Linked DNA regions of Mus musculus: regions 1, 3, 4, 5 and 6 are each linked to region 2. Evidence: chromatin contacts called from public HiCAR-type and promoter capture Hi-C data. All regions are on one chromosome and are shown on one strand. The core of a region is the stretch at or near the end of the contact, and the rest is flanking DNA. Distances in the headings are between cores, read along the strand shown.

Region 1 (4,425 bases), core at 801-3,300, 4.1 Mb before region 2:
TTAACCACCGAGCCATCTCTCCAGCCCGGCAAGATCTCTCTTGTTCACTGTTATATATGTCAGGCAAGCAGTCTCAAACTTCTATAGAGTCTCCTGTGTGTGCCTCCATCCTGCTGTAAGAACGCTGGGATTACAGATATGTACCATAGCACCTCATGCTTATGTGGTTAAGAGCTCTACCCTTTGAGTCATCTCCCCTCATTCATCAAATGCCACTTGAACTACATGTCCTCTGGAGGTGCTCCTGACTCCTAATTCTTACTCTTTGCTGGATTTCCAGTAACTAACATCTATTTTGTACCTCTTATCCTCATCCTTGAATCATGTTGGTGTTAATGAAACACTTTACGCCTCTGCCAGCCTATCTTATGTGCAAAGGTGTGTGTGGTGGGGGCCTGGGGGGCAAGCATCCAAACTGACAGGCCGGAAAGTGTGGGAGGCGATCTGATAAATAATGAAGCTGCCTGTTTCCTGGGAACGATTAAGAGTGGCAGAGAGCCATGATCTCTTTGGTGATAGGGAGTCCGGCTTGGGATGCAGCTGGGTTCAGTGGGTCATTTTCTAAATAAAACAAAAAATTAGGATCGTGGCTTCCTAAGAACAGGGATAGTAAAAAGAGCTTACAGCTGACTCTTTAGGGAGCTGGAGAAATGACCCAGCACTCGAGAGCACTTACTGCTCTTCCACAGGATCTGACTTTGGTTCCCAGCACCCAAGTTGTGTGGTTCCCAATTGGCTGTAACGCCAACTCCAGGAAATACAAAGCATTTGGCCACTGAGCGCACAGGAATTCACATACTCAAGCCCACAAAAACACACACACACACACACACACACACACACACACCTTAAAACAATACTAGGTCGTTTTTTTGTTGGTTTTTTTTTTTTTTTTTGAGACTGGATTTCTCTGTGTAGCCCATCAAACAAACTAATTAACAAAAAGAGTACCTTTTAGAACTAAAGATACAGTATGTCTCCTTGGTAACAAAAAGGATCATCTAACAAAACACATTATAAAAAGGACATTCAAATGGTTGTATCAGAACATGAAGCAAGCTGAGTGTGGTGAAGCAAACCTGTAATCCCACCACTTGGGAGGCAGGAAAGTGTTTGCTTCAGCGGGCCATCAGCAAGCACCAGTATGTATACTGGGCTTAAGCTGGCCATGTACCTTGTAGTAAGTTCTCTTTTCTTACAGTAGACAGATTTTTCCCACTGGGATCCAGAGAATAAGACTGCCTACCTGCAAGCCATACTATGTGTAAGAGATCTTTCTTATCTCCCTTTTCTCTTACTGAGGAAGTTGGATTTATGAAGAAAGTGGGGAGCTGGGAAGAGAGTCAGACATAAGAGATACGAATGTGAAAGGTTGGATAAATTCTGTAAGACTAGTGAGGCTCTTCCCCCGCCCCCCAAGAATCCTCGGGAAAGCACCCTCCTGAGTGGGAGTATCAAGAATGGAATTCTTGGGAAGAGAATTTGGCGCAGAAGGTAGAATAGAAAGTTGGGGAATGAAAGGTAGAGGCGAGTACTGTACCCGTAAGCCAAGGATGCGGCAGGATCCCGGTGGGAAGGCCTCAGTGATAGGAAGACCTGAGTGGTAGCAATAAGGGCTGGGGAGCGGGATTCAAAGAGCCAAGAATGGGGCACAGGAGGGAGTGATTATCCGGGTGGTGGTGCGCGCTGCCCAAGGCCAGCAACCAGACTCACTTTCTCCGCTGGACTTGCACTGCTTTGAACACATCTTCTCGCTTCAGCACCACGAAGTCACCGTCATGGATGCAGTGGTCCCCGAGAGGCGGGGGCGGTGAGCTCGGCTGCTCCGCAGCTGATGCCTCCATGGAAGCCAGGTAAATTTCAACCTCCGTTTTTGCTCCAGCCGCTAGGAGCCCGGCACGACCAGGAGGGACCTGCGTCTCCGCCGGCACCGCCCCCACGTGCTGCACGCCGCTTCCGCTTTCCGGTCCGGACCTCGGGACGGCTTCCGGAAGCCTGGCGACTTCCGTCTCTCTGAACTCTTTGATTGGCTACACTTCATCCCGCCCCCTAGTCGCGTGGCTTCCTTAAGCAGAAGCGCGTCATAGACGCGCCAAAAAAGAACTTCAAGCGAGGTCCGAGTTTGCCTTCTGGGCTTGTGCTCGGCCTTCCCCGCCCTGCGTCTGGCGTTCTGGCGCGCAGTGACGCGGGCACCGGGCGGCTCCGGAGACGGAGTGTCCGCGGAGCCCTGCGTGAGAGTGTATACGGCTTACGGCTCTGTCGCAGGCTCCGGGGCTCCTGAAAGCAGGACGCGAGGAAGACGGGGAGTCAGGGATTGCGTACGACTTTTCTCAGGCTGCTTCCCTATGTAGATGTTGGAATCGCCACCGTTCTCAGTATGTTATCCTGTTGGATCGATGTGGAACGTAGTGTTGCGATGGAATGTCTCATCCTGAGGATCCTGAAGACTTGAGCTTTTATCACAGGGCTATCACAAGCAACCTTGATTATTATTAGTTTGCATACTTGCGAATCTTTTATTTATTAAAACCTCTTAGGGTTAGAACAGGTTCTCCTAATGAATTACAGCACAGCGTATGAATCTATCAATAGTTTGTATCTGTGGGATAGGAATTTTTAAGTGGAGTTACTTTCTTTTGGAACAGTTTTAGGACAGCCTGCCACAGAAAGTAATACAGCGAAGATTGGGCTATGTTATTTCCCTAGTATCGTACTGGTGAGGATTATTTTCAGCCAATACTGCCCAATATTAGTTCCACACAGAAAACCGGTTCAAGTTAACTCCTTGATTTCTCTCTTGGTGGTTTGTTGAAAACTGGTATTGAATAAATGTCTATGGTGTACCTTAATCATGATGGAGATTAAAAGAATTAACTATACAACACATAAGGTTTATACTGCAGCATGGAACTTTGCAAGCCTAAGTGCTGGTCTTAAACACAGTACATTAATCCCCCCCTTACTATGTTAATACATTTTTTAGGAGTGCTCTTGACTTGTGGAAGACATGAGTGGTGCTTATAGAGGCAGAGGTTTTGGACGAGGAAGATTCCAAAGCTGGAAAAGAGGAAGAGGTGGTGGGAACTTCTCAGGAAGGTGGAGAGAAAGAGAAAACAGAGTTGACCTGAATGAAGCTTCAGGAAAGCACGCTTCTGGTACGTGCACGCAGGGATCGATATGTTTTCTCTCGGGAAAGAGACAATTCAAGGGCCGGTAGATGCCAGAGTAGGTAAGGGGGACTGCTGCCAAGTGAGGACCCTCAGGTCCCTGGAACCTACATGGTGGAAGGAGAAAACTGACTCCATAAGCTGCCCTCTGACCTCCACATATGCACTATGGCATGTGTGGGCCTACTAGTGTGCACAGGCAACATAATGTAAAAAGAAAAAAAAAATACAAGGAATGGAAATAATGATAATGCCTATTAATAATAATGCCTAGTAGATAGCAGGATAGTTTAACTCAGACTTCAGGTCTGAAGGTTAATATTTATAATTCTTATTGAAATATCTAATTTGGAGTCTATTAATAGACTCCTGTAAAAGGAGAAACTAGTTGGAGGGAAAACTAGCCAGTGCTTTGGTTTTTACTAACATCGTATTCTACGTTTTCAGCACAAGCCTCACAACCGTTACTTCAACAGTCAACATTGGATCAGTTTATCCCGTATAAGGGCTGGAAGCTTTACTTCTCTGAAGGTGGAGTTTAAGAACCATAAGTTATATATTCATCTTTGGATACTACAATTCATGTTACCGTTGTGCACTGGTCTTCCTGCTCTATGCCGCCTTTCTCTCTTCCAAGCATTTGTTTGAGCATTATTGCTATATGATGTATCAGGAAAACAGGAACTGGTGAATGTTTCAAAAGATTTCATACAAGGAATTGGATATGTATATGGTAGACTCAACACAGCAGTCTGATTCCTGTGACTGAGGGAGAACCAACCAAGAAATGCCAAGGTTATCAGAAGTGGGAGCTCAAAGGGAGAGGCAGGACAACGGTGACATATTCATTGCATCGCACCCTTCCAAAGCTGTGCTGTATCACTTTGAAAGACGTCCTACTGTGTGATGAGAACTTAGACGAATGAAGCTGATTGTCCCTAGTAATTGAGGATAGATCAGATGTTCCTGGAGGCTAGAACTATACTATCCTGTGCAGTCGCAGGGATGCCATGGAACAAGGGGCTGGAGAGATGGCTCAGCAGTTAAACATGCTTACTGTTCTTCTAGAGAGCCTGACCTTGGTTCCCAAAAGGAAACTCACTCTGAAACCCTTTTTGACCTCTGTAGATGCCTACATGCATGGCATGTGCTCCCGCTCTCTCCCTCTCCCTCTCCCTCTCTCTCTCCCTCCCTCCCTCCCTCCTCCCTCTCCACCTCCCTCTCTCCCAAGCATGTGCACTTGTGTGCGTGCGCGAGC
Region 2 (4,663 bases), core at 326-2,825:
AATTCTTGTGCATGTGAGTTTGAGGAAGCTCTATTCAAACTCTACCTGATATTGGTCACTCCTCCTCACCCACACTGATCCATCATCAGATAGTCACATCCTGAAGCTACTTTGTTTTTATTGTTGTTGTTTTGTTTAGTTTGTTTGTTTTCCGAGACAGGGTTTCTCTGTGTAGCTCTGACTGTCCTGGAACTCACTGTGTAGACCAGGCTGGCCTCCAACTCAGAAATCCGCCTGCCTCTGCCTCCCAAGTGCTGGGATTAAAGGCGTGCACCACCACCGCCCCGCTCTGAAGCTACTTTGAAAGCTGTCCTTGGGCCAATCCGGTAGCCAGGTGCCTCTGTATCCCCGCCCCCAAATACCCTTGTCCCAACCACTCGCGACCTTTCCGTGCGGGGACGCGGTGAGGCCGCAGGCTGGCTTCTCCACCAGCGGCCTGGCCCCTCTCACCTGCCCACCAGCAGCTGCACCTCTAGGTCAGGCCACCTTCACCACCAGAAACCAGAAATCGCGCTTGCACAGCAACCAACCACGCAGCGGAGCGCCACCACCTTTGCCCTGCGCGGCAAGAAGGCGCATGCGCAACTCTATGCTCACGCGCACCACCCCTCCTTCCCCCGCCCCTCTTCCGGGGTTTGCGTGAAGCTCCCGCAAAGGAAAGCTGCGGCCGTCACCGGAAATCTTACGGGCAGACGTGTATTCTGTCTGTGCGCGCTACCAAAATTGAAAGGTCACATCACATCACATCACAGCACCAAGAAGGTGGCAGAGCGTGCGGCTCTCTGCTCTCTCGAAAGGTATTTGTAGAACGAATGAAGCTGTTACCAGTCCTAGGTGGCGTTTCCTCTGTTCTGACCAATCACAAGGCGCCTTGCCCTGTCACTCAGTTGTCAATTCCCACCTCTCTCAGGACGCCCTAAGCTGTAGAAACTGGCTCCGCCCTGCCGGTCCGAGTGACGTCAGAGAGCGAACATGCGCAGACAGAGCCTGTCGCCATGCAGGAAACTTCCGCCCAGTCTAGGAGCGGGGTTGGCAGAAGTCGGGAGTCTTCAATTCAGTGCCGGATCCGGTTGGTTAATTTCCTTGGCTTTGCCTTTCTTTTTTTTTTCTTCAGAGATAAGTCTTTTATTCTTTTGAACCACCCGAAGCATTATGAAATTATGTTTAAACATATTTTATTTCGCTTTTCTCTGGCACCGTGAAAGGCACCTTTATTTTTCAACGTATCTTTTAATCTTCCTCATTAAAAATATTTTCTACTCTTGCCCTATAGTTTTGTGATACGAAAAACACGGCTTTTGTTGTTGTTGTCCATCAGTACATATCGTTGACGTACAGTGATACATTATCTGCCAATTGTATTTGTGGCTTTTCCAACCTCTTAAAAAAAAAAAAAAAATCCGCTTTGGCCGCCATTTTTATTTTGGTCTCCATAAAGCGTTGATATCATCGACAGAAGCCATTTTTCGTTTGGGCAGTTCTTTCCGGCTATCCCATTACCTTAGCCAGGGCTTCGGGCGCCATCGTAGGTGCTGGCAGTGGCTTCCAACCGAATGAAGTCGATAATGCCATCTTGTGTTTGGGCGCTGGTTGCATTCTCTAACGTGCGAGGGGACGCTGGGAAACGGGAAGTAAGCCAAAGCTGCTGAAGCTTGGTCTGCCGCCTTTTTAGTCTGAGTTTTCCCGTTCAGGTACTATACTAGTCCACCAGTGACCCCGGACAGTAACAAAGCATTACAGCCCGAACCCACCTCCCGCCACCATCGTAGGTAAGAGCGTGTGATACTTCGTTCGGATAACCCAGCTCTTCCCTCAGTTGGACCGAACTGTTTGGCCATCTTATACCAATACGTATTTTTGTTTTGGATTTTGGGACTTAACACAATTTTTCTCTTAGGTATTCCTTCTCTTTCCATTAGAATTGTTAAACACCACTGTTCAGGAAGACTGAGATTTAAAGGGACAATAACGTTGAGGGAATTTCCGTAGAATAACAAAGCAAAATGGATGGAACAGCAAATTTGATCATTAATTGTATGGCTTTCTGCATCTATAGAGGTGAATATAGCTCCCAGAGGACTTTAAAATGTGATCAGCTGTGTTTGTATATTCTTCCCATTCATTCATTCATTCATTGAATTTGTTGAATACTTAGCTAGTTTTGTGCTATAAAATATAGAAGTAAACTTCAAAACAAAACAAAACGAAACCTCCTTTTCATCCACTTGCTTTGATATATCCAAAGCTGGGACCAGGAACATAATGTTCTAATGTTTTTTTTTTTAGCACTGCTGGACAAGCAACTTCATGTTCTCACTTCTCGTATTTCTTGGATACTGTATATAGCCATAATTGTAAGGCTAATAGTCCAGGTAGCATGGCCTTGTTGCTCAGTGTAATCATCGACCAGCCATCCCAGCATCTTCTGGGAGCATGTTTCTTGGAATGAGTAGAAGCTGCACTTGGGCACAGTATAATAGTGACTTGGAAACTTTGGACTGTGGCTTACCTTAGCTTTTTGTAGCACCAGGCTTTCTTCTGTGTCTTCTTGTATGAGAAAAGAAAATCAGTAGTTCTCAACCTTGGCTGCCCATGACAGTCACCTGGGAAGCTTCTAAACCAGACTTCAGACCAGTTGCAGATAGAAATGGAGACTATGTGGAATATAGATGACACTAAGGTATTTGAGACATGGTTTTCATGCTGTTAGGCGTAAGATTGGTTTTCACCTTCCCTCTTGGCTTTACTTAAAATACCATGGAGACAGGGAGGAGTATTAGGTTGGGTGGGTGTTGAACCAATGTCCCAGTGACTGGTTACCTTGTCAACCAGCTTCCCAGTAATTGTTACTTTGCCATATATGTCTTTTCCTTAGTCTAAGTGGGAAAGAAGAATGAACACCATTTGTTTTACTGAGTCTCACATGAATGTTTCCATTGTGGATATTCATGTTTTATGAGTATGTAGGAAAACATTATTACACTGAAATATTGCTTGTTTGCAATTTTTACAGTGCTACTAAGGGTAGTGATGTAGTGTGGATGGGTAAAAAAATCAGTTCTGAAACGTCTTCCCTGACTGTACATCCTACTTCCTTCACCCCAGCTCCATCTCTGAGATCTAAAAGACAGTTACCCACCCTTGTGCTTGAGTTTCCTAACTTGTAAGGTAGGACTCCTGTGAGAGTTAGCTAAGTTAATACAAGCAATGTGCTTCCTAAGTACCTGGCATGGGCTGGAGAGCTGGCCCAGAGTCAAGAGCTGTGTGCTGTTCTAGACAACCTGAGTTTAGTTCCCAGCACCTATGTCAGGCAGTTCACGATTGCCTGTAACTCCAGCTTCTTGGGAACTCAGAGGTGTCTGATGTCTGCGGGTGCCTACACTCACATGTGCAAAGGTGCACACAGTCACACCCCCATGCACATAAATTAAAAAAATTCTTTTAAGAAGTACCTGGCATATACTAGCAGCTATGAAAATATTACCTGTAGCTGTATATTTTATTATATTATAATTACAAGTTTGGATTATTAAGATTTTATTTATACATTCCCATGACTGAAATTCTTTGGCTTTCCACTTTGTGCATCAATTTGAAAAACAAGGTGGTCTAAATACATTACCCAAGGCCAGGAAGATGATTTTTAAATACATTTTTTAAATCAAAAGATCTTCTTTTAAACATAGCCTTATTGAGATGAAGTTGTAGTACAAATAACAGCATTTCTTTAAAATGTACCAGGTGATGTGTTTTACATATATAAACACTGGTGAATCATCATCACAGTCAAATAATGAACATACCTATCACGCTCCAAAGTTTGATCATGTTCCTTGGTAATTCCTCTAGCTACTTTTTTCTAGGCAGCTGCTGACCTATCAGTATAAACAAGCATTTTCTAGATTCTTATTTCAATTGGAATCTCGTACTATGGTTTTTAATTTGAGAGGGAGTATGAGTAATTATTTTGAGAACCATCTTTGTTATATTGATAGCTCATTTCTTTCTTTCTTTTTTTTTTTCTTCCTAGTTAGTTTTTTTTTTTTTTTTCTTTTGTGGTGCTGCAAATTGAAGTCAGGGCTTAGTGCTTGTTAGGCAAGTGCTTTATCACAGAGCTACAGCCACAGACTCTTCAGCCTGTTTGAATCGCTAACTGCTCTCAGTGTGTGGCTATACAGTCATTGTTACAACTCACTAACTGATAACCATTGAGATTTTTGTTTTCAGTGTGCTCATTTTTGCATAACTATGTTCTTCTCCAGATTATTTCAATAGAAAAAAGTTATTAAAAAAGTTATTTAGTGCTGTCTATATACTATGAAAACAGAAGAATATAGTGGTAAAATATTTTGTGTTGGGATTACCTTTCTCTTATATAGTTTATGCCTTAATTTTTTATGAAAAAAATATGCCATTTTAGAAATGCAAAATGTGTGGCTGGAGATGTAGCTCAGTGGTAGAGTTCTTGCCTAATATGCATGTGGTCCTGGGACCAACCTGCAACTCTGTATTTAAAAAAAACAAGAAAATTCAGGTCTCAGGATTGAACATTTCACTGGCTAGGCAAGCGCTCTATCACTGAGCTATTATTCTAGCTACCCCCGGCCCCCGACATTTTAGTTTTGAAATAGAGTCTTACTAAGTTGCCCAGGATAACTTATAA
Region 3 (4,678 bases), core at 188-2,687, 3.5 Mb after region 2:
TTTGGATGCTTGGTCCTTTGAGGGACATCCTCCATGTGTCAAACCACACCTCTTGGTTAATGTTAACACTGCCTTGACCATCCATGAGAACTTCGTCATCTTTCCTCCCAAAGTCTACCCCATTGCCATTTTATCTGGATTCTACATGAGTCAAAGCCCTTCTTATTTCATTATCAGTGTGATTTCAAAGGCTTCCTTCTTGAAGCTTTTTTCTCCCAACAAAAATAATGTTTTATGTATTTGATAGCATTTAAAGAAAAATCCCAAAGAAAAATGTCAAAATAAATATTACTGTTTTATGATGTTGTGAATTCATTTTTAAGTCTCATTACTCAAACATTCTTCCATTCTTTACAATTCTCAGCTTGGTCTCTCTTTTCCCTTTTCTTTGTCATTGTCATTGTCATTATTATTATTATTATTATTATTATTTTAATGCGTTTTACTTCTCTTTGGTGGAAGGCAGTTTAAGGTTGAGGCACGAGAATCCCTAAATTGTGGCAAGCCTGAGCTACAAAAGACCCACTCTAAAAAACAAACAAACGAACAAACCGTGTTCCCTAAAGTTATTTGCCAATGCATATAACTATATTGATCCTAAATTGATGAATAGATGTGAGTTTCCCAAATCCACTAAGCCAGCTTCGTGGAGAGATAAGTTTGGGGTGCAAAGAAGAGGGTGCAAAAGTTCTATGTTCTAGGTCACTGCTCTTGAGGTAGATTCTCTGGCAATTGGATTTCCTGAATCATGAGAGAACTACCTAGGATGGAGCTAGATCTTTGGATGAGAAGTTGTTTTGAAGTCAATCAGGAATAAAAGACAACCAGGCACTAGTTGGATTTACTTTGATGTGGGACTTGGTTCTCATACATTTTGGTCACCAGATCTTAAAACTCTCGAGTTGGCCCTGTGTACTGTGAAGCTTTTGAAACTTCACAGAATTCTAACTAAATCTCTAACCCACGATTGAGCAGCGGGTTGCACACGGTCTGGATCTTTTCTTTTGGTTCTATTTGTCCACCGAGAGGAAAGCGTCAGGTAAAACCTGTTCAGACGAGGCGGTTACAACTTCTAGGACGGGTGACCTCTTCTTCATTCTACAGTCCCCTAGACTCTCATCATTGTCAGCGGGGTCTGGGTCATCAGGCACACCTGCTGGCAGGCCACGCCCTCAGGCCCTGCTCCTCCCGCTCCCCGCAGGCGGTGGCTGCACGCCCCGCCTCCGTCGTGAAGCAGCCTCCCCGCTCCTCGAGCTCTGGCCCCGCCCCTTCCAGCTCCCCAACGTCCTCGGCGTCGAGCCCAAGCCTGCGCCTGCGCCTGCGCCCTGAGGCTGAAGTAGGGGCGCGCCTTGGCTAGAGCCGGGAGAGCGGCGGGCGGAGCAGCCAATGGGCGGCGGCGCTGCCTGGCTGCCGGGAGGCGGGGCCTGCGCGGGTGTTAGGTTAGCGCGAGGCGTGACCTAGTTGACAGGCTCTGAGGTGCTGCTGTGGCGGCGGCCGCCTGGCAGAGCGGGCGGGTCGAGGGAGGAGGGCGGCGACGGGCCAGCGGCTAGCGGCGCGGGACGCAGAGCCTTTGCACTTTTCCCTCCCGAGTGTCCCCTCCATCCACCCCCCACACTCCACACACCCTGTTTGCCCGTGAGCCTGGGGAACTTGCAGCTTAAAGCCAGCCACCCCCACGGCAGCATGTACCCCAGCAACAAGAAGAAAAAGGTGTGGAGAGAGGAGAAAGGTAACCGGCCCCGCGACCCCGGGGACGGGCGGCGGGTGGGTGGGGGCGGGGGCCCGGCGGGGCGGCGCGACGCCCTCCGCCCGCAGCCTCCTCGCGCCCTCTCTCTCTCGGCCGGTGCCGCTCCTGCCCGCGGCCGCGTCCACGCGCGCGCACGCCACCGGCCACGCGCCGCCCGGGCACCTGCGGCTCGCGCACTTGTGGGCGCACACCCCTCCGGGCGCCGGGTCACCTCCTACCCCGCGTGCTCGCCTCCCGGCAGGCGCGCGCCCCCGGGCTAGGGTACAAGTTGGTCAGGACCCCAGCTGGCACTTTGTACCTCCCGCCGGGTGTCCCGCGGACCGGTGCCGGCCGGCCGGTGTCGCTCTGGCTGCAGTTGCTGAGCCTGGGGAGCATCTGCACCCGCACCTGCCTTCCTCCGGTCCCAGCCTCTGTCCTCCTGACATCCCAAAGTGGCTGGGGTCCCCGCTATGCTCAGCTGCAGTGTGACTTTTGAAATTTGGAACCCAAAAGGAGCATCTTGTCGGAGAGAATAAGTGCCCTCGGAGAAGTCTGAATGGGCTTTCCTCGGCAATGTGGTTCTCTGTTGCATCCTCATTCATAGTGTGAAGTCGCACGGAGTAAGACAGCGAGCACTCTGTGAATGAACCCTTCCATCCCTGAGTTTTGTGCACATCGAGGCTTATCCAAATCCGTTAGATTGACAGCGGCACGGATTCCTTTAAGAAATAGAACTGTGCGATAAGTTCTTTTTCTCCTCCTGTCTGTCTCATCTCAGTTTCATAGGTCATATTGTGATGTAATGCTTGATTCTCTGGCATATTTTTCTTCATCTTTTTCTTTCTTCTCTTTTAACCTGTTTTCTTACCTCAACCTCCGACCCCAATTTCAGAAAAACTATTTGCATTGCTACTACCAACTTGCACCAAATTTGCATATAAAAGATGGAGCAAGGGTGTACCATTTCCTCAGGACTGTCTTCTTACGGAACGGGGCTAAAGGGGGTAACTCAGTTGAAAGTTGATTTTCTTGCTGATAGCTTGTTAAACATTTTTGTTGCAAGTCTCTGTCCTTTGTGAACCTTTTGACCAAACAATGGACTTAAAAGTGAGAATTAGAAACAATTCTCTAAGTAGTGCCTGCTTTATGAAAAAAAAGTATCGAGGAGGGAGTATTCAAATCAACTGCAGGGAAGTATGAATATGGTCGAGTAGCGCAGTTAAAGTATCCTTTAAATATTGAAAGATTCGCTTTAGTGTCATTGTTTCAATGAGTGTGAGTGCTGAGAGAACTAAAAGTCAAAGTGTCACAGAACAAATACTCTTTAGCTTGAGAGCTTGACTGCAGGGCTGGGACATAGCTCACAGGTAGAGCACATGCTGACCTCAGTGAGCCCCTACACCTGGTGCTGGGGAAAACTAAACAAGCAAACAGATCAGGAAAGAGCCAGGTACGTGAACTAGTGAGACGTTTTATTAGTGCTTAGCTTTTGTAGTAGCAATTTAAATTGAACACACTAATGTGAGCATCGGAAAAGTTATTTATTTATTTATTTGTTTATTTAATCCGTGTTCTATCTGCATGCACACCTGTTTGCTAGAAGAGGGCATCAGATCCCATTATAGATGGGCTTCCATGTGGTTGCTGGGAATTGAACTCAGGACCTCTGGAAGTGTTCTTAACTAGTTAAGCTAGTGTTTGTAACTGCTGAGCCATCTCTCCAGCTTTGCATCATTGATGGTAGTAAAATATAGTGTAAAATCAATTTACATTGTACTTGGTAACATGAACCATTGAAATTATAGTGACTACCTAAGAACTGTTTTTACTATATTAGACAAACTGCTCCTAAAGTAACATCTATACACATAGATTGTGATAAGCAGACATTTAAGAATTTTCAGTATCTTACTGTTTTTGCCTTTTGTTTCTTTTATAGGAAAAATATAACCAAGTCTTTTCAATTAATTAATTAATTAAGGTACTAACCAAAGTTTCTCCTACATTCTCTCCCCACAGTCCTTTTCCCCTTTCTTTCCACTCATGACTCCTACTTTTCAGAAAAGGGGAGACCTCCCATTAATATTAACCAGTCTTGACATATGAAGATGCACTAAGGCTGGGTGCATCTTCTCCTACTGGGGCTAGACAAGGCAGCTCAGTAGGGGCAAAGAGTCTCAAAGGCAGGCAACAGAGTCAGAGACAGCCCCTGCTCCTACTGTTAGGAGTTCCACACGAAGACCAAGCTGTATAACTGTATGTATATGCAGAGGGCCTAGGTCAAACCATGCATGGCCCCTTGACCAAGTTCTTTTTTTTTTTTTTTCATTTTAATAAAGAAGCAAATGCATAAAAAAGGCTTTTAGTAAAGTTATTTTCTTTTATCCCAAACTAAGCTATTTTTGCATAAAGCTTAAAGTTAAAGGGAAATATATAAAGTGAATGCTTTGTATCTGTCTTCTAGGGATGTCTGTTTTTGGAACAGTCAGGTGTGAAATATCATCTGTTATTCCACCGAAAGGGAATTCAGGCTTTCTCGTACAATAAAGAAACCAATGGGATGCATGACCTTTTCCCTTTCATCCCACTGGAGAGTTGATGGCTGAGTACTTTTGCAGCTGTTATTGAAATCTAGATGAAGCCTTACCCAGTTCATTGAAATGTCAAGGCATTTTAGAAACATATTATAATTCAGTACACCATGTAGAACTGTGTATATACTTGGTTCACAGAGAAAGGGCTCATTGTAAAGATGAAACATTAATAGAAGTGAGTTTTTGGTAACACTCAAGAAACTGTGTGTATGTCTTTTGCCTTTTGTGTGTTTCATTGCTTAAACAACTAACTCAAGTGTTCCTAAAAAGCACATACGTTAAATAAATATTGTTCTACTATTTTGTGGCCTGATTTAGAATCATTTAATGTGTATTTTCACTTCAAGTGTTGCTGTTT
Region 4 (4,670 bases), core at 2,161-4,660, 4.6 Mb before region 2:
TACGTATTTACTAAGTGCCCATGCGTGGAAGCTGCTACTAACCTGTGGAGGATTAAGAGCACCACACTATACAGACATGAAGAAGTGACTTCTGGGATTGAAGGTGACTTAGCTTACAGTCAGTCAGAAGTTTAGAAACAGAATTTTAGCTTTCTTTTCTGTCTTCCTTTTAAAAGCTGTGTTTTATTTTTAATTATGCGTGGGTATGTACATGTGAGGGCAGATGCCTGTTCAAGCCAGAGGAATTGGATCCTGCAAAAGCTGGAGTTATAGCTTTGTAGGTCACGTAATATGGTTGCTGGGAATCGAACTTGGGTCCTGAGCAACACTGACACTTGTAGGCTAGAGAGATGGCTCTAAGGTCAAAGCACTTGCCTTCCAGATGACCTGAGTTCAGTTCCCAGCACCAACATGGTGACTCACAACATCTGTAACTCCAGTGTCAGAGGGTCCAAGACCCTCTTCTAGCTTCCTGGGGAACTGCATACAACAGGGTACACAGACATACATGCAGGCAAAACATAATACACTTAAATTAAAAAAAAATTTTTTCTAATTTATAAGGAGGAGGGGGGGGCAAGAGCAGACGGCCCAGTGGACAACATTTCTTGCTCTTGCAGAGGACCCAGGTTTCGATCTCAGCACCCACGGTGCTCATAAACATCTGAATCTCTGGTTCCTGGAGATCTGATGTGCTCTTTGGGCCTCCTTGGGCACCAGGCATACACGTGGTACACATGAAAGCAAAACACTCATAGGCATAATACATAAATATATTCATTTCATTACAGTATTTGTGAATACTATTTATTATATATGCAGCGTCTATAATTATATATTTTTATATGATAAATAATTAATAAAATAAATAAAACAGCAGAACAGTATGTGCTCTTAACTGCGTAGCCACCTCTAAAGCTTCCACTTCAGCTTTCCCAAAGCCCCGCATCATAAGTAGATTCAGCTCAAGGTTAAGCTTCAGAGACAGATTAAGGCTGAAATACAGTGTAAGCATGTTATGAAAATGTTACAATGAAACCCACTATTAGTACAAATAACATAAGAACATTTTAAAAAGAAGTAAGAGGCAAACCTTCTAAGGCTCAGCTTGTTACCAGCTCTGACATTACAGGTTTGGAAGCTCCCCAGAGCTACTCTCCCCTCTTCACATAAATGCAAAGAACTATTGATCTGTTTATATTTAAAAGAACGGACTCCTTCCTTAGCTCAGGCGTCACCTAGGCTGTTTTATCCTCAGGGACAGGAGATGCTAATCCTACTCAATACTGGTCAGGAGAGGACACAAACTTACTTGCTTAGATTCTTGTTTGCCATAAAGAATATCTGTATCTGCATCTCATGATGTCAGCAAAGAATTTTCTGGATGAGTCAAATAAAATCTATAACTATGTAGCTTTAGCACTTCAACTGAAACTGGAAATGGAAAACTCTGCAGATATCTGAAACTGCCCTGCTAAGATCCCCTCTCCAAGCTGGGGCTCAAAAGAGCTTGGAAATCAGCTTGTTTCTTGCTGGTCCAGATAGTAGCCAATTTTTTTAATTGATTGATTATGTTACCTGAAGGTCAATGTAGCCATCGTCTGTGCTGGCAAGCCTTGAATATTTGACTTTACTGCTGGGGAGTCCAGTTGCCAGGTTGGTACGAGACGGCATCATAACAGAGTAACACAGCTAGTCTGAAAGGGAAAGACTTGTTGTCTGCAGCAGTCCCAGTACAGCCCAGGAAAGGATGTCAGATACTGTTCCGAGCTGCTGTGCCACATGCTACCCATGGTAGCTTAGGCGTTTCACTGCTTACGGTGACCCGACACTTCTTGTACACACTAAGCATGCTTCCTTTATGGATCTAGGTTGACTTCACAGAAAGACACCAAAGGCACTTCACCAAGAATCAGGCTCTGTTCAATCTGCTACCGATGTTTCTGGCCTAATTTTCTAAAGTCCAATGTTCACATTTTCAACCCCTCCCTTACAGTACTGCCTACCCCTTAACTTTCCTCAGGAGCATAAATTCACATAACTTTTTTGTCTGCCATGAAAGGAGGAGGAGGAGGATAAGGAATGACACACACATCAGCATCGTGTCTACTTCTAGGTGTGGTACGGTTCTATGTACAAATTCTTATCCATGTGGGAAACGCCCTGGCTATCCATACCACACTAGACATCCACGGCCACCTGCCTCTCTGCTCCCATCCCAAGCATGAAACAAGTGAGTTTACATTCCACATCATGTAGCTCCTGAAAAAACGGATCTAAAAATCCGTTTTACTCAAACTATTCAAAGCAGACAGACATAATAAAAATCATAACTACTGAATTATTTGAGAGTAGGTAAAATTTAAAAGCAATGACGTTTAAATCTTAAAAGTTTGAAATTTAAGCTCAGTACTTCAGTAGGTTACTCTAATCCCAACTACTTGGGAAGAAAGGTGTGGATATACGAAGTTGGAGGCCAGTCTGGGCAACATAGGAAGACCAGACACTCTCCCCTACCATAAATGAAATGTGTGGATTCTTTATAAAGTCATACAATTATGTAAACAAAACAGACTATTTTATTTGCAATGGCATTTGAATTCTAAACGCAAAAAGTCCATCTTTAAGAAGAAAACTAAGTGGCCTTCACTGGTGTGATGTTTTGCACATAATCTCCACAATGGCATGTGATATTTTTTCGATCTTAATGAGCTGCCAGACACTGGTATTACAGTCGACCTTAAGTAACTAGCATGCAAAAAACTGGTGTCAAGTGTTTCTGCGTTTTGGTTAATTACATCCTAGTTCAGAAGTACTAAAAAGGAGCAACGGGAATCCATTTACATTTCTAAACCTTAGGTACTAGGTTTTTGATGTTGCCATCCCATAACATGTTTAATTCCTCATATCTAAAAGTTGAAGCTACCAATAAGCAGGATTTTCGAAGCATTAAACCATGCCTGATTTGTATTACAAGTTATAAAGTTATGTACTTTCCACTTATAAACTCGCACCAAAACAAAAACGTTGCAGCACGACAACGAAATGGGAAGATTTGTTTTTCTTAGCAAGGGATTCTAGAGTGGCGTTATCACATAGTAAATGACAACTTAAAAAACTATCAGCCCAAGTTTCTGCTACACTTTTTACCGGCCCCACCACGATTTCTGCCCACCCTCCCGGGCCCACAAGGACCTAAGCGTGGCGCTGTGGACAACCTCTCGTCGCCCTCCGCCGCCGCCAACGTGAACTAACTGTCTCCGGGAAGCAGCCTCGGTGGCAGGGCCAGGTCTCGCGGCTGGCTTCCGGGAGCGCGCGCCCGCCCCCTACCCGCGCTGCGCTCCCCGTTCTCCGTTAGGCGCGCTCGCAAGGCTCGCTCAACAGCCAAGCGGAAGGGGCGGTCTTAAGGACAGCCCAGCGGAAGTGACGTGGCGGATAGAGGCGCACCGGAAGTGCTGTCACCAGGAAATCGTGTCATCGAATCTTGCTTCCAGGGCACATGGCTGGAGGGCTTCATTGCTGTCTTGTTTTATGTTTGGTAGCGTTTCTTTACGTAGCGCAGGCTGTCCTGGAACTCAGGATGCTGATTAGGCTGGCCTCGAACATAAGGTTTGCCTGGGACAAATGGCGAATGCCACCATGCTCAACCGGGTAGCGGCTTGCTTTTGCCCTGGTGACCAGGACCTGCTACCTCCATAGGGTGGGCGGGCGCGTACTTAGGGTCTCACCCACCAGGATCGAGTTCACAGCAAAACTGTTGAGGTTCCAGTCCTGACCCCATGGCCACATCGGTGCACAGCAGAGTCCTGGGTATCCAGAGGGGTGGACAAGGGATACCCACCAGGAATCTTGCCCTGTCCTAAACACCCCTATGCTGACACTGGTCACCACTCACTAATTAGCGTTCTCACAGCCCCAAAATCTTGTTATTACTACCTGATTATTAAACACTACCCAGGTAAGTGTCCTACCTACCAGACACAGCTGAGTTCTAACATTCATCCTCATGAAAGTGACGTCTTGATAAAGCATTCCCACCACTCCAGAGTTCTCTGAGAGCAGTATTTGCAGGCTACTTCCTTCTGCACTTAATTGGCTCAAAGTATTGAACAGTTGTAGCTACTAGGCATGAGCTCTAACCAACAACCTCCCAGAACAAAGCTGTATTGTCTACATACTGTCAAACATGAAATACAAAGGAAAAATATCTTGGGGTCCACAGATAGAGCTTAGTATTTAAAGGCCTTCAAATGTGGCCTCCCGGAACAGAGCAAACAGGCTCTATACTAGCCATGGTTTGAGATCCTGCTGAAATATAGCAAGAACTGAAAATGGTTCCCCACACCAAACCAGGTTAACACACGCATGCTCACTCATACCTGCAAAAGACACACACACATAAAAACTGAGAGGGGAGGTAGGATAATTTGTCACCAAGCTTGAAGAACTTCATTCAACCCCTGGAAGCCAGGGTGCTGGGGTATACCAATTCCTATAAAATTGTCCTGACCCCCACATGAGCCTCACACATACACAATAAATATACTCAAATATTCTTTAGTTTTATGTAGCATATCATGATCAAAACCACAGGGCCTTTTTAACCCTTCTTGGATCAAGTAGCCACGAAGTTTGGGCCTTTGCTTCACTCAAGATGGACTGTATGTAGT
Region 5 (4,348 bases), core at 1,664-4,163, 3.3 Mb after region 2:
CATGTTTGTCTTTTGGTATCAAAACAGGAGAAAATCATTGCATACTTTTCTTTCATAACTTTATATTTTAAAATAAAAACTTGACTTAAAGTAGTGTAATATAAGAGAATCAGTACTGCCAACCAACCTGATTGCTTTTCTCTCTTTGCCTTAGAAGAACTCATTGTTGAAGATTTCACCATTTCAGAGGTACTGGAATCTTTGGTCCTTAGCTTTCCTTTGGGCAAAGCTTCTACACTAAGGTCAGTGGTACCCCTTTTCTTTTTTTTATTTTGTAGAAATTCTTCATTATCCTTCTTGGGACTTATTTCTGAATCTATCTTCTGAGGTTTCTGTGAGTTTTTCATTTTCTGAACTCTTTCAGAATTATTTAAGTCATGTTTATTTATAGAATCCTTTTGGTCAGTTTTCTTGGTTTCTTTTTTTTTCTCTTCAATCGGCTTTTCAATTGACTTTGCTTCTTTTTTGGTCTGTTTTTTTTTCTGCTTCGCTTTCTTCTGACTGAGTATTTTGCTTTCTTCATCAGAGAGATCAGAATCAGAGTCTGAAAGGTCATAGAAGCGCTTCAAGTCTTCTGTAGTGCTGTGACTGATAGGACGACCTCTTTTATCAACAGCATAGTTCAATTTAAACTTTTTATCATGGAACATGGCTCGAAACCTCTTGTCAATTTTGACTTTTCGTTCCTTTTCTGGCATTTCCCAAAATCTGGGATCCTTTGAAACCCGCCTGAACCGCTGGTCATCCATTATTTCTTGTTTGGATGACATTTTTAAAGTCTTAATGAAGAAATATCCAGAGAAACCAAATACTAAAAATAAATAAATAGATAAATATTACAATGATGAATGGTTAATAATTAAAATATTTTTTAAAACCACATTTGTTCATTGTGTATGTATGCATTCTCATTCTCACTCTCTCTCTAAATACACAACATTAAGACAACTTAAATTTAATTTCACCTACCCAAACTATTCTGGGTCAAACATAAAAAATAAAGGCATAGCAAAATATAATCCTTCCCTTACAGATCACTTGAAATAAACTTGTAAACCAAGGTTTTATAAACCTAGGGTTTTGAGGAGGGCAATGTTTAGTAGCTGACTGCCCTCAGAATTTTTATAGTTCTAGCTTGTACTTGCCATCAATTAAAAGATTATTCTTGGTGCATAGAGCCACACACGTAAAACCAAGATTCTGAAGGCAGAATCATGCTTATTATGAGGCCAGATCTTAGATAGTTTCATAGGGAATTGGTGGTCAGTCTGGGTTACCTAGTGAGATTGTTTCAAGAAACCAAAGACAGATGCTGGGGAGAAGGCTGAATCAGCGAAGCGCTTGTAATACAAATACAACATGGATTTGATACTCCAGAACACACACACATAAAACAAACAAACAAACAAACAAACAAACCCTGAATGCCTGTAATCCCAGAGACAAGAGGACTCACTCCCTAATCATCCAACTTAGCTTACTTGAGGAGCTTCAGGTTCCAATGAGAGGTTCTGCTTAAAAAAAAAAAAAAAAGTGGAGAGCAATTGAGGAAGACACTAGCCATCACCTCTGGCTCCATATACAAGCACCCTTCCAAACATATGAGCACACACGTGCATGGGTATGTGGGCTGATGTAATCATCTACAGATGCAACAGACACAGGAAGACAAAAACAAAAGATTCTGAAATCTCAGCTGGTCTAATTGGGTTTTCATAGTCTTGTTTCATTCTCTTTGTTAATGTTTACTTCATAATTGCATAAGCTTTTGGTTTTACAAAGCTGTCTCTTAACTAATGAGGGGCATTTAAAAAAAAATCAAATCAGATTTACCTTAGTGTTATTTCTATAAATCCTAGTTTCTATCAAGACCCAAATTAGTCTCAAACTACAGTTAACAATTGTCACGTTCTTCTTAATAAATTTTTCCATGTGTATGGGTGTTAAGTATTCATGTGTGTCTGCATATCACTTCTGTGCCTCCTGCCCATGGACGCCTGAAGAGGTCTTCTGAGCCCCTGGAACTGGTTTTACTGACTGGACAATAGTCAGCCATCAAGTGGATGCTGGAAATTTAACCTAGGTCCACTGAAGACCAGCAGCCAGTGCACTTAACCACTGAGCAATCTATCCAGTCCCAAATGTCGCTTTTTTATAACATTTTATTCTCAAAGTGACTAAGGCCTAGATAGGCTATAAACACACAAAAACGCTCACAGAAGTTTGTATGCCTAATGTTCCTTTGTAAAGCGTCCCTGGTGGTTGGATTTCTCCAGATTTCAACTTTGCAAAAAAGTCAGAAGTTTCTGTATGAATAAAAGCTGACTGACCAAACAAGACAGTATTTACGCCCCTCACTCCTGCGACAGACTGTACGCCATCACAACAGGCTAGCCTAGCCTTGAACTGCAATCACTTCTGTCTCTCGGCCTCAATACTGGAATTACAGTGTTGCTTTACTTCAGAACCCTTTACATTCTAATAGAGAGAGAGAGAGAGAGAGAGATACTACAACACCTGGAACAGCTGTACGACACAGCTACCACCTCAACCAACTGCAGTGCGTGTGAATGTTGGAAATGGAAGCCCACGGCGAACATGGGATGTTCAGAGGAGCGAAAGCAACTGGACAGCACTTGAAACGCTTCCCGGTCTCCCTCAAGTCCACCCACCCTCTGGCCTGGGAGCTCCAGGTCAGCTCGTCCCGAACCATCTTCCCACCTCACAAACTTTCGGGGCAAGTTACTCGGCTGCGTTCTCTGTCTCTCTCGAGAAGCAGCTCTGAAGAGAACAATGAGGCCAGAAAGGGACCGGACTATAGGGGCTACTCACAAATCCCAAGGAGAGCCCGACGGGCGACCGCACAGTTTCCCACCACTCTTCTCAGATCCCAGTCTGAGTTCACATGGAGCGCACTCCCACAATCCTCCGCGAGACGCTCCGTCTTAACGGCACGCGAGCTGGGCCAAACTACTTCAACCTTCCGCCTTGGAACTGCGCTAGTCGTAGTCCCGTTGGCGCATGCGCCTAATAGAAACCATGCCCTGCTGTGGCGCCCGGGCTGAAGATGCTGCGAAAGGTCGTTCTTTTGCGCCTCTGCCCACTGCTTGGCCGGCCAGCGGTCTCTGCATCGAGCGGCAGTCGCAGGGAGGTCGCTTCTGGTGTCCCTCCTTCGGGCAGCACCTCGCCCAGAGCCCTAAACATCTTCGACAGGGAATTGAAGAGGAAGCAGAAGAATTGGGCCGCCCGGCAGCCCGACCCCATGAAATTTGACTACCTGAAGGAGGAGGTGAGACTGTGGGGCTGCGACGGAGGGAGGCGTGGAGCCGGGTAGGGCGGACCCACCCACCCGACTGTGTGACCTTGAGAAGCTTCACTCTCTAGAGCCTTTCTGATTTTCCGGGAAGCACGAGAGGCTCCGATAGCATGCGGGGCAATCATTCATTCGCTTTGCAAACACTGCTTGAGTTCCAGGGAAAAGCAAGATCATTTAGGAGTGAGTAGGAGACACATAGACAGGGAATGTAATTGCAGCAAAAGGAAGGTGAAGAAAAAGTGAGATAGCGGTATTGGTGACTGCGGTGGTCAAGAATGGCTGTTATGGCGAAAAGTGAGAGATTAGTTGAGCCGAGATGAGAGATGGGACGAGTCTCCTAGGAAAAGGAAAAGTGCAAAACTCCTAAGGCCAAAAGGACGTGTAGAGGCCTTCAATAAGTCCTTCCATTCTGTTCAAGAAAAGCTTGTAAGAGACTGAGTACAAGGTGTGGATAGTTGACTGCATCCCGGATGACGCCAGTCCGGGGAAGGGTGGTACTTACCATACGATTTCTTTTATGTTGTGTTTAGGAGATGGTCGTCTATACTTTTCCAGACTTGGTGTTTACTAATTTGCAAGCATTGGCTGTCTTAATTTATTATGTAATATATACCAGCCTGACCTCGAATTCATAGAAATCCACCTGCCTCAGCCTCCCGATGTTGATGTTGGGTTTGAGTTTCCGAGACAAGGGTCTTTTTAATATATCCTGGTTTGGAACTCATAGTCACCGTGTATTCCAGACTGGCCTCAGACTTGTGGTAATCCTGCTTACTCCTGAATCGAAGGACTATAGACATAAACTGCCACACCAAGGAGATCGTTAATTTTGATTTCATTAAATTTGCTTCTAAAGTAATTTGCTTCCGTTTGTTTTCAGGGTATTTTATTATTTCCATAATAAAAAAATAAAGTATTTGTAAAGGAAGTTGCTGTGGGACAATAGCAAATGGGATAGAAGGAAACACTTCTGTTTTGAAACATATGTTGAATCTTAGGAAAAAAAGTTACTTTTCTGTTAAGCCTGCTTGG
Region 6 (4,527 bases), core at 703-3,202, 3.2 Mb after region 2:
CACATAAAATAAAATTTAAAATATCTAGTCAAACAACTTAAATATTTCTCCAAAACTATGTAATGTTTTATAAATACAAAGATAGATGCTTAAGATTATTCATCATAAAAATCAAAACAATAGTGAGACACTATTTCCCTAGTACCACTATAAGACGCATATAATCAAAACAGGTGTCTGGAGATGAAGACCTTTCTTATCTGCAGGATTCAATGTGCTGTGATCATTCTGGAAAGTGTCTGTTGAGTTCTCCAAACATAACCACCCAGAAGTTCCACTTCTATATACATAACCAAAAAAACAAAAAGATCAAATATAAAACTAAAATCAAATATCCACACAAAAAGTTACAAATATGATGTGTACAGAATTATTCCAAAATAACCCGAAGGACCAAACAATCCAACTGCATATCCATAAAAAGGAACGGGGGAGGTACATCCATCAGTGGTAGGATGCTCACCCAGCATGTGTGCGGGTCCATCCCCAGAATCAATGGGGGGGGGGGTAACATAAACACAAAGGAATGAGGCATTATTACATAGCTATGGACAAATCTTGAAAACATTATGCTCACTGAAAGAAGCTAGACACAAAAGGACACCTGTTACATACTTCTATTTACTTAAACCGTACAAAACAGAAAGATACATACTAAACCATGGATCAGAAGTTGGGGGAAACTGGAGAAGGGTAAGTAACTGTACTGGGCACAAGATATCTGGGGAAGGTGATAAAAATTGGTCTGGAACTAGACAGCAACGACATACATACAACTTTTGAATCCTTAAAATGAGAGAGGGGGAGAGAGAAGCTTACAATTTAAGAGGATTTTGGTACTGTGTTGATTACACCTCAATAAGAAAAAAAATAAAATAACCAGGGTTGGAAAGACAGCTCGGCAATAAAGAGCACTTGCTTCTAGCGGACCTGAGTAAGTTCCTAGCACCACTCGCTGGCTTACATCCATCCTTGATTCCCCCAGATGCCCTCTACTGGCCTGCACGGATATGCCCATGCTCGCGGTGCAGACATTATGATGCAAGCAGTCACACACATAAACTAAAATAACCCTCTCCCCTCCCCCAAAAAAAGGCAAAACCAATCTATCCGTGCAATGAATGCAACATATACAAAACTGCAATTTCTAGTTTTAACCATATTATACACATACACTTGTCGGTGACATCTACAACACCTAAGAAATTATAAAGCACAAAATCCTTAGTGGCGGCAACTATGTTAATCTCTTGTTCTGCAATTCCCAAGCATTTTCTAATAACCACGGCCACTGCTTCTAATAACCAAACGCCTGAGTGCGTAAGATAAACTCCCTTAGCTTGTTATTCAAAGAAAGGTCTTGGTTCAATGGCCCCCAATAAACCTTCCCTTCCTCTCCTCGGTATAATTAAGTTGAACTCGGAGGAATCCCTATGCCTTCTACTTCAAAACACCTCCAGTTTACAGCTACTCGCCCGCCTCTCCAGCATCTTCACTGACTCAGTCCTAGCCACCTCTACACTGACTGGATGCTACATGTCCCTCGGGACGCTAACCCGGGCTCTAACAGACTCAGGGAAGCTCTGACCCCACCGCGACATCTGTCTGTGACACATCCCGGGCCCGCTGTGGACCTGGGACACGTGAGTTCCCTGTAGCCTGGGACTGCACAGCGCGCGAAGAGCTCCGAGAACTCCGCAGCCAAGGGAACTGGCGGCCCCCACGCGTGACCACAACTCCGGGCCGGGGAATCCGTGGGGCCCTGCGCCGGGCCGGACAGGTGGCGCCGTGAGAGCCGTCCCGAGCGGTGGCGTGAGGACGCCACGCGGGCCTGCCGGACCATACGGAGACCGAGGCTAGGCAGCGGCGACGCGGACAGCGTCAGAACGAGGGACACTCACCCGCGTCAGCGCAGAGCACTCACACACAGGAAGTAGTCGTTCGCCCGTTGCCAGGGTGAGGAAGCGGGAGTGGCGTAAAGCCTTTCCATTGGTCGACGTGCACACGTGGCCGGAAGCAGACGCCCCGCGAGCCTGAGTCCTAATCGCCTAGGCTATAGCGTCTCTCTCTTTAAGCGTTTGAGCTGAGACACTCCGCGGTTATTTCTGGCTTCTGATATCTGAGGGTTTTTTAAAATATGTATTTATTGGCCTATTGGGGGTTTGTTTGTTGTCATAGCTATACAATCGCCGTTGCCCACCTTGCTTTCATTGTGCTCGGTAATTAGCTTTGAGGATGTGTCTACCTGTTACCCACGAAGTTGACTGACGAGCGGGTTGCACGTTATGAAAATAGTAGCCATCATTGATGAGGGCGTTGCAGAAGAACCCTTCCCTCATCCATGTAGCCTTGACCCCTATGGAAAAGCAGGATTCAACCTAGGTTTTGTTTAAGTGGGAGTCAGAAAAGGTAGTTAGTCTTTAACTGTCCAAGATCAAAGACCAAGAGCCAGTAGCAATCCTTGTAACTAGTATCAAGAATGGTTTGACAGCCTGTTTGTGGGGAGCAGAGATTAGAAGGAATAGAACACTGCAGGTTAGGTATCAGTCGTCTGAGATACTTGAGAAGTATTTGGGAATTTTCTTTTCTTCAAATTTTGAAATACTTGCTTATACATAATAAAACGTCCTGGGTGATAGGTTATTTCTCCAACGGTGAAATGAGCCAATTCAAACCAATTAAGATTATATTAAAGGCAGAATATTGGGAAGTTGCTTTCAGGGGAGTTCACTGGCCCCAAGGATTGAGGCCAGGGGAGCATTGGAGGTGAGAGAAGAGAAGGAAAACAAGGGAGACCAAAATATCTTGATTATAGAGGGAAGAGCCTCTGGGGGAAGGGCAGCTCGGCCGCTGGACTGGAAAGTTCAGGGTTGGGGCAGGGTTCGCCAAGAAGGGACTGAGGGATGCTGAGTGAAACTGAAGTTCAGGTGTGCTTTGGTATGTAAAATATGCGCCTCAGTCCCTTGTCCCTGGTCCCAAACCAAAGCAGTGGATGAGACTCCAGTTGCAAAAATACTCAGCTGTATTTCATGCAGACCTTATACACAGAGACTAAAGGTAATTTTGTAACGCATTTTTAAATAGTTTTGTGCACAGTGTGGGAGCAGCTGAGGTTTTGGATTTTTAGATGAGATGTTTCAGCATGTATTTTCACATGTATCCTATGTGAGGTCTCAGACCAGCAGTTTAGAATTACCTAAACTCTTACTTAAAAATGCAAATTCTTAGAATCCACCTAAATGAATGTTTGTTGTTTTGTTTTGTTTTGTTTTTTCCGAGACAGTGTTTCTCTGTATAGCCCTAGTGGTCCTGGAACTCACTTTGTAGACCAGGCTGGCCTCAAACTCATATCCGCTTATCTCTCTGCCTCCCTAAAGGCTGGTCTTTTAACAAGCCCTTTGGGTAAATGTAACGCACCTAAAGCATTACTGGATTGTGGAATTTCTTGGTTTAATCTTAGCGGTGGAGCAGGAAGGGTGATAAGCCCGACGCCCCAGAAGAGGAGAGCAACCAATAACGGGGCTTTTAGATGATCAAGAACGAAGTGCAAGAAGGCAGTTTGAGGATGAGGAGTTTAGTGATTTTTATCCTGTCATCCCTAGATTAAAATATGTGAATTGAAAAAAAAATTCATCTGCTGGTAATCCCAAACACATAATTAATAATTCTTATATTGTTTAAGATATCTTCTTAATAATTTTCTTTTATGGGTAAAAATTAAGAGACAGTTATGAAATTTATCTGTGTAAGCAGCACATAAGATTTGAAAGGGAATGTAGAGAACAGTAAGGAAAAAAATTCTTTAGAACTTTTTTTCAGATTTTGTTTTTTGTTTTGTTTTTGTTTTTCGAGACAGGGTTTCTCTGTGTAGCCCTGGCTGTCCTGGAACTCACTCTGCAGACCAGGCTGGCCTCGAACTAAGAAATCCGCCTGCCTCTGCCTCCCAAGTGCTGGGATTAAAGGCATGCGCCACCACGCCCGGCCAGATTTTTTTTCATTTAATGTATATGAATACACTGTTGCTGTCTTCAGACATACTAGAAGAGGGCATCAGATCCCATTACAGATGGTTGTGAGCCACCAAGTGGTTGCTGGGAATTGAACTCAGGACCTCTGGAAGAGCAGTCAGTGCTCTTAATTGCTGAGCCATCACTCCAGCCCAGAAGGAAAAAAAAAAAAAAAAAATTCTTAATGGTTTAGTTAGTGAATGGTAGCCATAAAGTAGAAGTTAACAGCAAGGATTCTAGAAACAGAAGAATCAGTGTTTATATATCTGTGTTCTACCACTTAACTAAAACATTGAACGATTTGCTTTATCTTCCTACTATTTAATTTCCACATTTGTAAAATGAGGATTAAAAATTGTTGTGTGTGCCAGGCGGTGGTGGCGCATGCCTTTAATCCCAGCACATGGGAGGCAGAGACAGGCGGATTTCTGAGTTCAAGACCAGCCTACTCTACAAAGTGAGTTCCAGGACAGCCAGGGCTATACAGAGAAACCCTGTCTCGAAAAACCAAAAAAAAAAG

What was found. Promoter capture Hi-C pulls out the DNA fragments that hold promoters and counts their contacts. HiCAR-type assays count read pairs that join an accessible place to other places.
Region 1: a contact with region 2 is called in a promoter capture Hi-C map of pre-B cells, with 3 times the contacts expected there. The contact joins the promoter of Mcm8 here to the promoter of Slx4ip in region 2. A contact is called at or near these places in 1 of 39 promoter capture datasets (pre-B cells) and 1 of 484 Hi-C or Micro-C datasets (pre-B cells).
Region 3: a HiCAR-type map of astrocytes shows a contact between it and region 2, with 4 times the contacts expected there. The contact joins the promoter of Macrod2 here to the promoter of Slx4ip in region 2. A contact is called at or near these places in 1 of 39 promoter capture datasets (liver), 1 of 484 Hi-C or Micro-C datasets (CD4 T cells) and 1 of 115 datasets of contacts at active chromatin or transcription factors (astrocytes).
Region 4: a promoter capture Hi-C map of pre-B cells shows a contact between it and region 2, with 6 times the contacts expected there. The contact joins the promoter of Tmem230 here to the promoter of Slx4ip in region 2. A contact is called at or near these places in 1 of 39 promoter capture datasets (pre-B cells) and 1 of 484 Hi-C or Micro-C datasets (regulatory T cells).
Region 5: a promoter capture Hi-C map of pre-B cells shows a contact between it and region 2, with 2.7 times the contacts expected there. The contact joins the promoter of Esf1 here to the promoter of Slx4ip in region 2. A contact is called at or near these places in 2 of 39 promoter capture datasets (liver and pre-B cells) and 3 of 484 Hi-C or Micro-C datasets (CD4 T cells, the G1E-ER4 cell line and pre-B cells).
Region 6: a promoter capture Hi-C map of pre-B cells shows a contact between it and region 2. The contact joins the promoter of Tasp1 here to the promoter of Slx4ip in region 2. A contact is called at or near these places in 2 of 39 promoter capture datasets (liver and pre-B cells).

The regions. Positions count from the first base shown.
Region 1 is chr2:132,814,091-132,818,515 of GRCm38.p6, forward strand. It overlaps Mcm8 (minichromosome maintenance 8 homologous recombination repair factor), which reads left to right and starts at 2,051. Exons shown (of 19, transcript NM_001291054.1): 1 at 2,051-2,375; 2 at 2,984-3,155; 3 at 3,615-3,698. The coding sequence starts at 3,008. It overlaps Trmt6 (tRNA methyltransferase 6), which reads right to left and starts at 1,964. Exons shown (of 11, transcript NM_175113.3): 1 at 1,714-1,964. The coding sequence starts at 1,844.
Region 2 is chr2:136,890,593-136,895,255 of GRCm38.p6, forward strand. It overlaps Slx4ip (SLX4 interacting protein), which reads left to right and starts at 1,576. Exons shown (of 8, transcript NM_028834.3): 1 at 1,576-1,769. Mkks (McKusick-Kaufman syndrome) reads right to left here and starts at 814. Exons shown (of 6, transcript NM_021527.2): 1 at 451-814.
Region 3 is chr2:140,393,993-140,398,670 of GRCm38.p6, forward strand. It overlaps Macrod2 (mono-ADP ribosylhydrolase 2), which reads left to right and starts at 1,438. Exons shown (of 19, transcript NM_001013802.3): 1 at 1,438-1,729. The coding sequence starts at 1,684.
Region 4 is chr2:132,244,378-132,249,047 of GRCm38.p6, forward strand. It overlaps Tmem230 (transmembrane protein 230), which reads right to left and starts at 3,411. Exons shown (of 4, transcript NM_027478.3): 1 at 3,196-3,411; 2 at 1,579-1,697. The coding sequence starts at 1,677.
Region 5 is chr2:140,167,645-140,171,992 of GRCm38.p6, forward strand. Esf1 (ESF1 nucleolar pre-rRNA processing protein homolog) reads right to left here and starts at 2,914. Exons shown (of 14, transcript NM_001081090.1): 1 at 2,833-2,914; 2 at 128-811. The coding sequence starts at 770. Ndufaf5 (NADH:ubiquinone oxidoreductase complex assembly factor 5) reads left to right here and starts at 3,002. Exons shown (of 11, transcript NM_027093.4): 1 at 3,002-3,289. The coding sequence starts at 3,068.
Region 6 is chr2:140,064,853-140,069,379 of GRCm38.p6, forward strand. Tasp1 (taspase, threonine aspartase 1) reads right to left here and starts at 1,953. Exons shown (of 14, transcript NM_001159640.2): 1 at 1,902-1,953.